Linked DNA regions of Capra hircus: region 1 is linked to region 2. Evidence: chromatin contacts called from public Hi-C data. All regions are on one chromosome and are shown on one strand. The core of a region is the stretch at or near the end of the contact, and the rest is flanking DNA. Distances in the headings are between cores, read along the strand shown. Region 1 has its middle 30 kb from the start of ADGRE1. Region 2 holds the start of TRIP10 (cdc42-interacting protein 4).

What was found. Hi-C and Micro-C count contacts between places; a contact is called where the count stands out from the background.
Region 1: a Hi-C map of blood shows a contact between it and region 2, with 5 times the contacts expected there. The contact joins the enhancer-like site here to the promoter of TRIP10 in region 2. A contact is called at or near these places in 2 of 5 Hi-C or Micro-C datasets (both in blood).

The regions. Positions count from the first base shown.
Region 1 is chr7:92,848,747-92,852,404 of ARS1.2, reverse strand. No RefSeq gene overlaps it. Among named protein-coding and RNA genes, the nearest start is that of ADGRE1, 30 kb to the left of the region's middle. Within about 2 kb of position 1,579, at least 1 of the 5 cell types and tissues checked has an H3K27ac peak or open chromatin away from gene starts, as enhancers often do.
Region 2 is chr7:92,751,598-92,755,267 of ARS1.2, reverse strand. It overlaps TRIP10 (cdc42-interacting protein 4), which reads right to left and starts at 2,233. Exons shown (of 14, transcript XM_018050979.1): 1 at 2,103-2,233; 2 at 821-936; 3 at 680-736. The coding sequence starts at 2,126.

The DNA.
Region 1 (3,658 bases), core at 330-2,829, 98 kb before region 2:
ATAGAACCCATGTTTCTTGCACTGCAGGTGGATTCTTTACCAACTGAGCCATTGGGAAGCCAGTGTCCTTATAGAAAGGAGAAATGTCTTTGTTTTTTGTTTTTGTTTTCGCCTCATGGCTTGGAGAATCTTACTGTCCAAACTGAGGATCAAGCTCTGGTCCTTGGCAATGAACGCATGGAGTCCTAACCACTGGACCATGAGGGAATTCCCCAGGAGGGAGAGATTGGACACATGCACACAAGTAGGATGCTGTGTGAACTCTGGAGTTGTGCTCCCACAAGGCAAGCTCCCAAGAGGTGTGAGAGAGAGATGCCTGAAACAGATTTCTCTCCACCATCTTCAGAGGGAGAACAGCCCCCCACTGACACCTTGATCTTGAACTTCTGGTCCTCAGAACTGTGAGACAATCAATTTGTTTGGTTTAATTAAGCCATTCATGGCAGGAAAGCAATGACAAACTTAGACAGTGTGTTCGAAAGCAAAAACATCAGTTTGCTGACAAAGGTCCATACAGTCAAGGCTATAGTTTTTCCAGTAGTCATATACAGATGTGAGAGTTGGACCATAAAGAAGGTTGAGCACCAAAGATGCTTTTGAACTGTGGTGTTGGAGAAGACTCTTGAGAGTCCCTTGGACTGCAAGAAGATCCAACCAGTCCATTCTAAAGGAGATCAGGACTGAATATTCATTGGAAGGACTGATGCTGAAACTGGAGCTCCAATACTTTGGGCACCTGATGCAAAGAGTCGATTCATTGGAAAAGACACTGATGCTGGGAAAAATTGAAGGCAAGAGGAGAAGGGGACGACAGAGGATGAGATGGCTGGATGGCATCACTGACTCGATGGACATGAGCTTGGGCAAACTCCGGGAGATGGTGAGGGACAGGGAAGCCTGGAGTGCTGTAGTCCATGGGGTTGCAAACAGTCAGACATGACTTGGCGACCGAGCGACAATGGCAACAATTAAGCCACTCAGTTTGTGGTACTCAGTTGTGGCAAACTAATACAGTGTGCGTGCATCCCCAGGCTGCTGCTGCTGCTGCTGCTGCTGCTAAGTCGTTTCAGTCGTGTCAGACTCTGTGCGACCCCATAGACGCCAGAGCCCACCAGGCTCCCCCGTCCCTAGGATTCTCCAGGCAAGAACACAGGCAGCTGGATGTAACTGACAGCCAGAGCCAGGGAAGTTATAGGGCAACGTGGGGCTGCCCTGTGTTCCACTTGTTCGTTCATTGGTCGCGCTGGGTCTTTGTCGCTGCACACGGACTTTCTCTAGCTGCAGCGAGCAGGGCTGCTCTTTGTTGTGGCGCGTGGGCTTCTCACTGCAGGGGCTTCTCTTGTTGCGGATCATGCGCTGCAGAGCGCTGGCTTCAGGAGCTGTGGCACAGGGGCTTACTTGCTCCCCGATAGTTGGGATTCTCGCAGAACAGGATTGAACCTTGTCCCTTGCATTGGCAGGCAGATTCTTAACCTCTGGACCCCTTGCCCTGTGTTCCTCTGAACCTCTCTATGCCAATACATTTCGGTGACAGCTGCTCCCGGGAACCCAACTCTACAGGCCACACCAGGGCACACCTGAGGCCGCCCCTCACCTCCGCCAGCCGGTAAGAAGTGGCCGCCTTCAGCAGCTGTCTGCCTGGTCCCTCGTGGGGGGTGTAACAAGGCAGCTCCAACCACTTCTCCAGCCCCTTCCTCCCTCCCTCCCACTCTGAGCACAGTAAACTCCTGGTAATTTTCAGAACCTACAAGGCTCGCATTCATTTCTCTTTCCCCTAGACCCACCCCATTTTTCTTTTTTTCAAATTGAAGTATAGCTGATTTACAGTATTGTGTTAGTTCCAGGGGTACAGCAAAGTGATTCAGTTATACATACTTTTTTTCGGATTTCTTCCCATATAGATTGTTACAAGATACTGAGCATAGTCCCCTATACTATAGAGTAGGTCCTTATTGTTTGCCTGTTTATACAGCCTGTAGATGTTAATCTCATACACCTAATTTATCTCTCTCACCCCCCTCTTTGCCCTTTGGTAACCACAGATGTTTTAAATCTATGAGTCTGTTTCTATTTTGTAAATAAATAACTGTGGGTTGTTGTTTTTTTTTTAGTTTCCACGGATAAGTGATATCATACAGTATTTTTTTTCTGATTCACTTTGCTTAGTATGGTAATCTTTAGGTCCATCCATGTGGCTGTAGATGACAAGATTCCATTTGTATAATGGTTGAGTAGTATTCCAGTGTGTGTGTGTGTGTGTGTGTGTGTGTGTGTGTACACGTCTTTAGCCATTCATCTGTTGATGGTGTTGATGGTGCGTCCCAATCCTTAGAAGGACACTAGCCCCATTGACTTAGGGTCCACCCTAACACCACTTTAACTTAATTAGCTCTTTAAAGAACCCATCTTCAAATACAGTCAGCATCACAGCTTCCTTCTTATCACACAAGTGAGTGAATAAATCAATGAATTAATGAAGGAACGATAGAAAGGGCTTCTGGCAGGTTCTGATTTTATTCCGTGTATTCACTGCTTCTCCCTGGTTGAGGAGTAAACCTTTGCCAACTGATGTTGCTCTGGCCAATGAGATGTCTTCTTTTCATTCCCAAGAATACGAGAAAACCGCCGAGTGGTCCAGTCATTTCTCTGTTACTCCTGCCACAAGCCTGGCACGTCCCAAGGCTGCAGTGCCTTCTCCTTCCAGAAGCTTCTTCTTCAGCAGAGTTGAAGCCAGTGCATGAAAGAATTATGCGACGTTGAGATGAGAAATCATTTGTTACAGTAGCAACACTCAGCCCAAGGTGACAGATTTTTTTTCTCCTAAGAGTTATTTCTTCAGGAAATCTACCAAAGATGTGATTTCCGGGGTTTCAAAAGCCTAAGGAAAGATTCTGGTGCTCACATCAGCAGCACAAATATTAAAACTGGAACAGCACCTGTGCAAGGATGACAGCAAATTTGTCAAGCGTCCCATATTTTCGACATGGATGGACCTGGAGCCTGTCATACAGAGTGAAGTCAGACAGAGGAAAACAAATATTGTATATTAACACATGTATGTGGGATCCAGAAAAATGGTATAGATGATCATACTCACAAAACAGAAACAAAGATACAGATGCCGAGAAGAAACGAATGGACACCAAGGGGGAAAGGAGGGAGGGTGGGATGAACTGGGAGGTTAGGACTCACATATACACGCTATCAATACTGTGTGTAAAATAGGTAAATAATGAGAATCTTCTGTACAGCAGCTGGAACTCTACACAGTGCTCTGTGGTGACTTAAATGGGAAGGAAATCCAAAAAAGAGGGGACATATGCATACACATAGCTGATTCACGTTGCTGTACAGTAGAAACTAACATAACATTGTAAAGCAACCTTTGCCGACAAAGGTCCACATAGCCAAAGCTACGGTTTTTCCAGTAGTCATGTACACATGTGAGAGTTGGACCATAAAGAAGGCTGAGCGTCGAGGAATTTTTGCTTTCAAATTATGGTGCTTGAGAAGATCCCTGAGCAAGAGTCTTGGACTCTGGATAGCAATGAGATTAAACCGGTCAGTCCTAAAGGAAATCAACCCTGAATATTCATTGGAAGGACTGATACTGAAGCTGAAGCTCCAATACTTTGGCCTTCTGTAACGAAGATCTGAC
Region 2 (3,670 bases), core at 984-3,483:
AAAATTTGGGGAGGTCTTAGAAAGGGGATGCGATGCTTACACCATCTTTTTGCATCACTCTCGTGGTGTCAGTAGCAGCATCGTATAATCAAATACTATAAATGCTTTTGCAAGAAGTATTAGTATTCACATAAGTGAGATAAAATCCAAAAGACCCTAATAAACTTAATTAACTTCATGTCAGTTCAGGTCTTGAGATTGCCTCCAAACAAGCGACCAGAAAATCTTTTGCTTTCTAGAGCTCTGGGGGTTTCTGGAACTGGAATAAAGTGAAATGAGCCAGGCATTGTTTTAACACACTATCTTAATCTTCATATGAGCCTCTACAAGGACATCATCATCCCCAATTCACAGGAGAGGAAAACCAAGGCTCACAACGTGAGTCACTTGCCCAGAGACATTTAATAACTGTGGGAGCCTCTCCCATTTAATAGGTGAGGTAAACGGAGGCTGAGAACTGAAGTCAAGTGGTCAAAGCAGTTCAGCTGGAAAGTAGTGGATTTAGAATTCCAAGCCAGGTAATTCGGTTCCTGCATCCAAGCTCACGCCTCTAGGTGGAACTGGGGTGAGAAGTGAGGGATCTGTTTGCGGGAGCCCAGCTTGAGAGAGAGAGGAAGTGGGTCCCATACCCTCGGCCCTCCCAAATCTAGCTCTGTATCCATCCGGTGTTCGTTCTTACTTGGATTCAGGGTCATCTTTGGCAGGTCTTTTGGGCATGTATTTTTTCACCAGGCTCCTACGGAGAGAGGCAGGAAGGCTGAGCCCCCAGTCCTCCAACCGCTCCCCCTAACCCCAGGGCGCGGCCACTCTAGGGTCTCACCGCAGTTGCTTTGCATAAGCCTGCTCCACCTCTGTCCGCTCTTTCACGAACTTCACGTATCTGTCCAACAGGTCCAGACCCCACTGCGTGTGCCGCTCGAGCACCTCAAACTGATCCTAGCAGGGGGATTGGGAGGACCAAGGTCAGGACCCGGGGACCCCACAGCCGCCAACCCAGCGGCAGGGGAGCCTCCTGGCTCCGAGCTCCAAGAAGGAGTGGCTTCCCGGCCCCGCCCCGGAGCGGCGCGGGGGGAGGCAGGAAACCGGCGGGAACCCCCTCCCCTTCCCGGGAAGGGCCAGAGAACTGGGGCGGGGCCCCAGCCGGACTACAGGGTCCCCTCTCCCGGCTCCAGGAGGGGTGTGGAATGGGGCAAGGCCACTCCCCCTGCCCCGGGTCCCCTAATCCCCCCTAGATTCCGGAAAATCCGGCCGGTCTGCCGTGAGTCAGGGCCAGAGGGGCAGGGTTCCCTGCAGCTTGGGGGGGCCCCAGAATGGTCGGAGCGCGGGCATTAGGTTCCCCCGGTCGCCAGGCTTCCCAGGGTCCCCCAGGGGCGACTCAGTTTTCCTCACTGACTCCACTTTACCTCCAAAAGAAATCCCAGAGTTGGTGTAGGGGGGACGATCTAGTTAACCCAGGGCACCCAGGAACCCAGGAGTACCACCGCCCCCAGAAAGAGGAGGCGTCAGAGGTTCCGGCTAGGAAAGGGGGAAAAAATTCTGGGGCTTCCAGGGCATAGGTTCGAGGCGATTGGTGGCGGCCCCTCCCAGTGCCTAAGGAGGGCTGGGGGAGGGGGCTGAGGCCGAGGCTCGCAGCCCCCTCCCCCCTACAGCGTCCCAATTCCCTAATTGTAGATTAGAGGCGACGCGAGGGCGGTTTGGACTTCCAGGTCCCACGTGGGGTTGGAAGTGGCCAGAGGGCCCCCTCCCCCGCCCCAGCCGGACAGGAGGACGGCGGGCAGGGACCCAGGGGCCGTAAGATAAGCCGCCGGCCCAGTCAGGGCGCTCAAAATAGGTGACCTCTCCCGGCTGCTCAGGCCTGGTCCCAGAACTTCTTCTGCCCTCCTCACTATGAACCCCGTACCTCAGTTTCCCTACGCGGCTCCTTAAAGGTCGCCCTCCGCTCCGGGGCGTCCTGAACCGCCCTGGGAAACTCCGCGGAGAGAGGGGATTCCAGGGGTCGGTGGAAGGGAACGCGCAGAGATCCCGCTGGGGTACTTAAGGGGCAAATCGTGGGTCTGGACCCCAGGAAGGGAGGAACTTGGAGTCAAGCGGAACGGACTCACCCACAGTTCGGTGCCCCAATCCATGCTGCTCCCGCCGCGGCCGACGCCTCCACCGCACCCGGTCCCTGCCGCCCGCCGCCGCCGGGAGACTCAGCCCAGGGCGAGGAGCCCGACCCCGCCTCGCTAAGGCCCCGCCCACTCCAAGCTCTGCCACGCCCCGTACACTCTGCCACGCCCCCGCACTCTTGGAGCCCTGGCACGGCCCCCTGAAAGCAAGACCCCCTCCAAGGAGGCGGGGCCCAACGGACGCCCCGCCCCTTCTTAAAGGAATGCGCGCCACCCGACGCCACTGGACAGACAGACCCCTTAAAGGACCCCCATCCATTTTCCAAATCCCCTGGGACCCTTTTGTCCACCCCATCCCTGCCCCGCCCTGGACAGTTTTTCTTTTCCTCTTTCCTTTCAATCATTCATTAAAGGGCCAAGACACTAAAACCCCAACCCAAGAGGTTTTCCCCCCACTCTATCGCAGGGAGAACTGAGGTCACCCCGCTCTTGAGGGCCGGCCTGGCTCCAGACGTCTACGTTCGTCCCACTAATGGTCTGGTCCCTCCGGCCACAGGGCGGATGGGAGGACTTCGATCCTGTCCAGGACGCGCCTCCGCCAAGGCCGGGTCCATTAGCGCCCCTACCGCATCCTGCCTCCCTCCCTAAAGTCTGCGCCGGGAAACTGAGGACGGGCTGTCCTTGGGGCGCCAGGCCCAGGCCTTTCCTCAGCTCCCGTACAGTTCGAGCTTGCACCTGCCCATTTCCCAGTCTCATCCATTAAGGCGCAATCAGGTTTAATAGTTTGCACAGACCCTAGTATTCCTACTCCACCACTCCCCCGCTCCTCGAACCCTTGGGCTTGGAAGTCTGTCACCTCTCTCATAAAAGTCAGTTCACACACTGTTAATCCCTTTGAGGCACTGGGATGAAAGGGGCGAGATCCAAGCAGCAACCTCCCCCCATTCCCATCCTCTTCTGCCTTTGGTGCTTTCTCTTTGGTTACAGAGGTGACAGTCGCCCTGCTGGGGCTGAGGGCATTAGACCCCCTGGGACAAGTCAGACTCTGAGCCCCGTCTTCCAGGACACAAGAAGTCACAACACGGCTAGGAGGATAGATAGCTCTAGTAACCCACAATGGGATAGACGGCTCTGCGGGGACCTGGCCCCACCTGCTGGTGGCTTCCGAGTTAGAAAACTTCAAATTGCAAAATAGACGGGCTCCAGAGGTTAAACAGAGACGGAAACGGCAACCCACTCCAGTACTCTTGCCTGGGAAATCCCATGGACAGGGGAGCCTGGCAGGCTACAGTACATAGGGTCACAAAGAGTCGGACATTACTGAGTTACTGAGCATGCATGCCAGAGGTTAGAGGGTCAGATCAAGTCAGAAACTCAGCCTGGGGTCTGGAACTCAGCGGCTCAGCCTGGGAGTTGGGGTCTCAACTGAAATTGGGATTCATCCCAGGGGGCACCACAACTGGGATGGAACCTGACTAAGATCGGAGGTTTAGGAGAGGGGTGAGCCACTAGTCGAAGGCCTGGGACTCAAACGAAGGACCACAGGTCTGTCTTAATCTGAG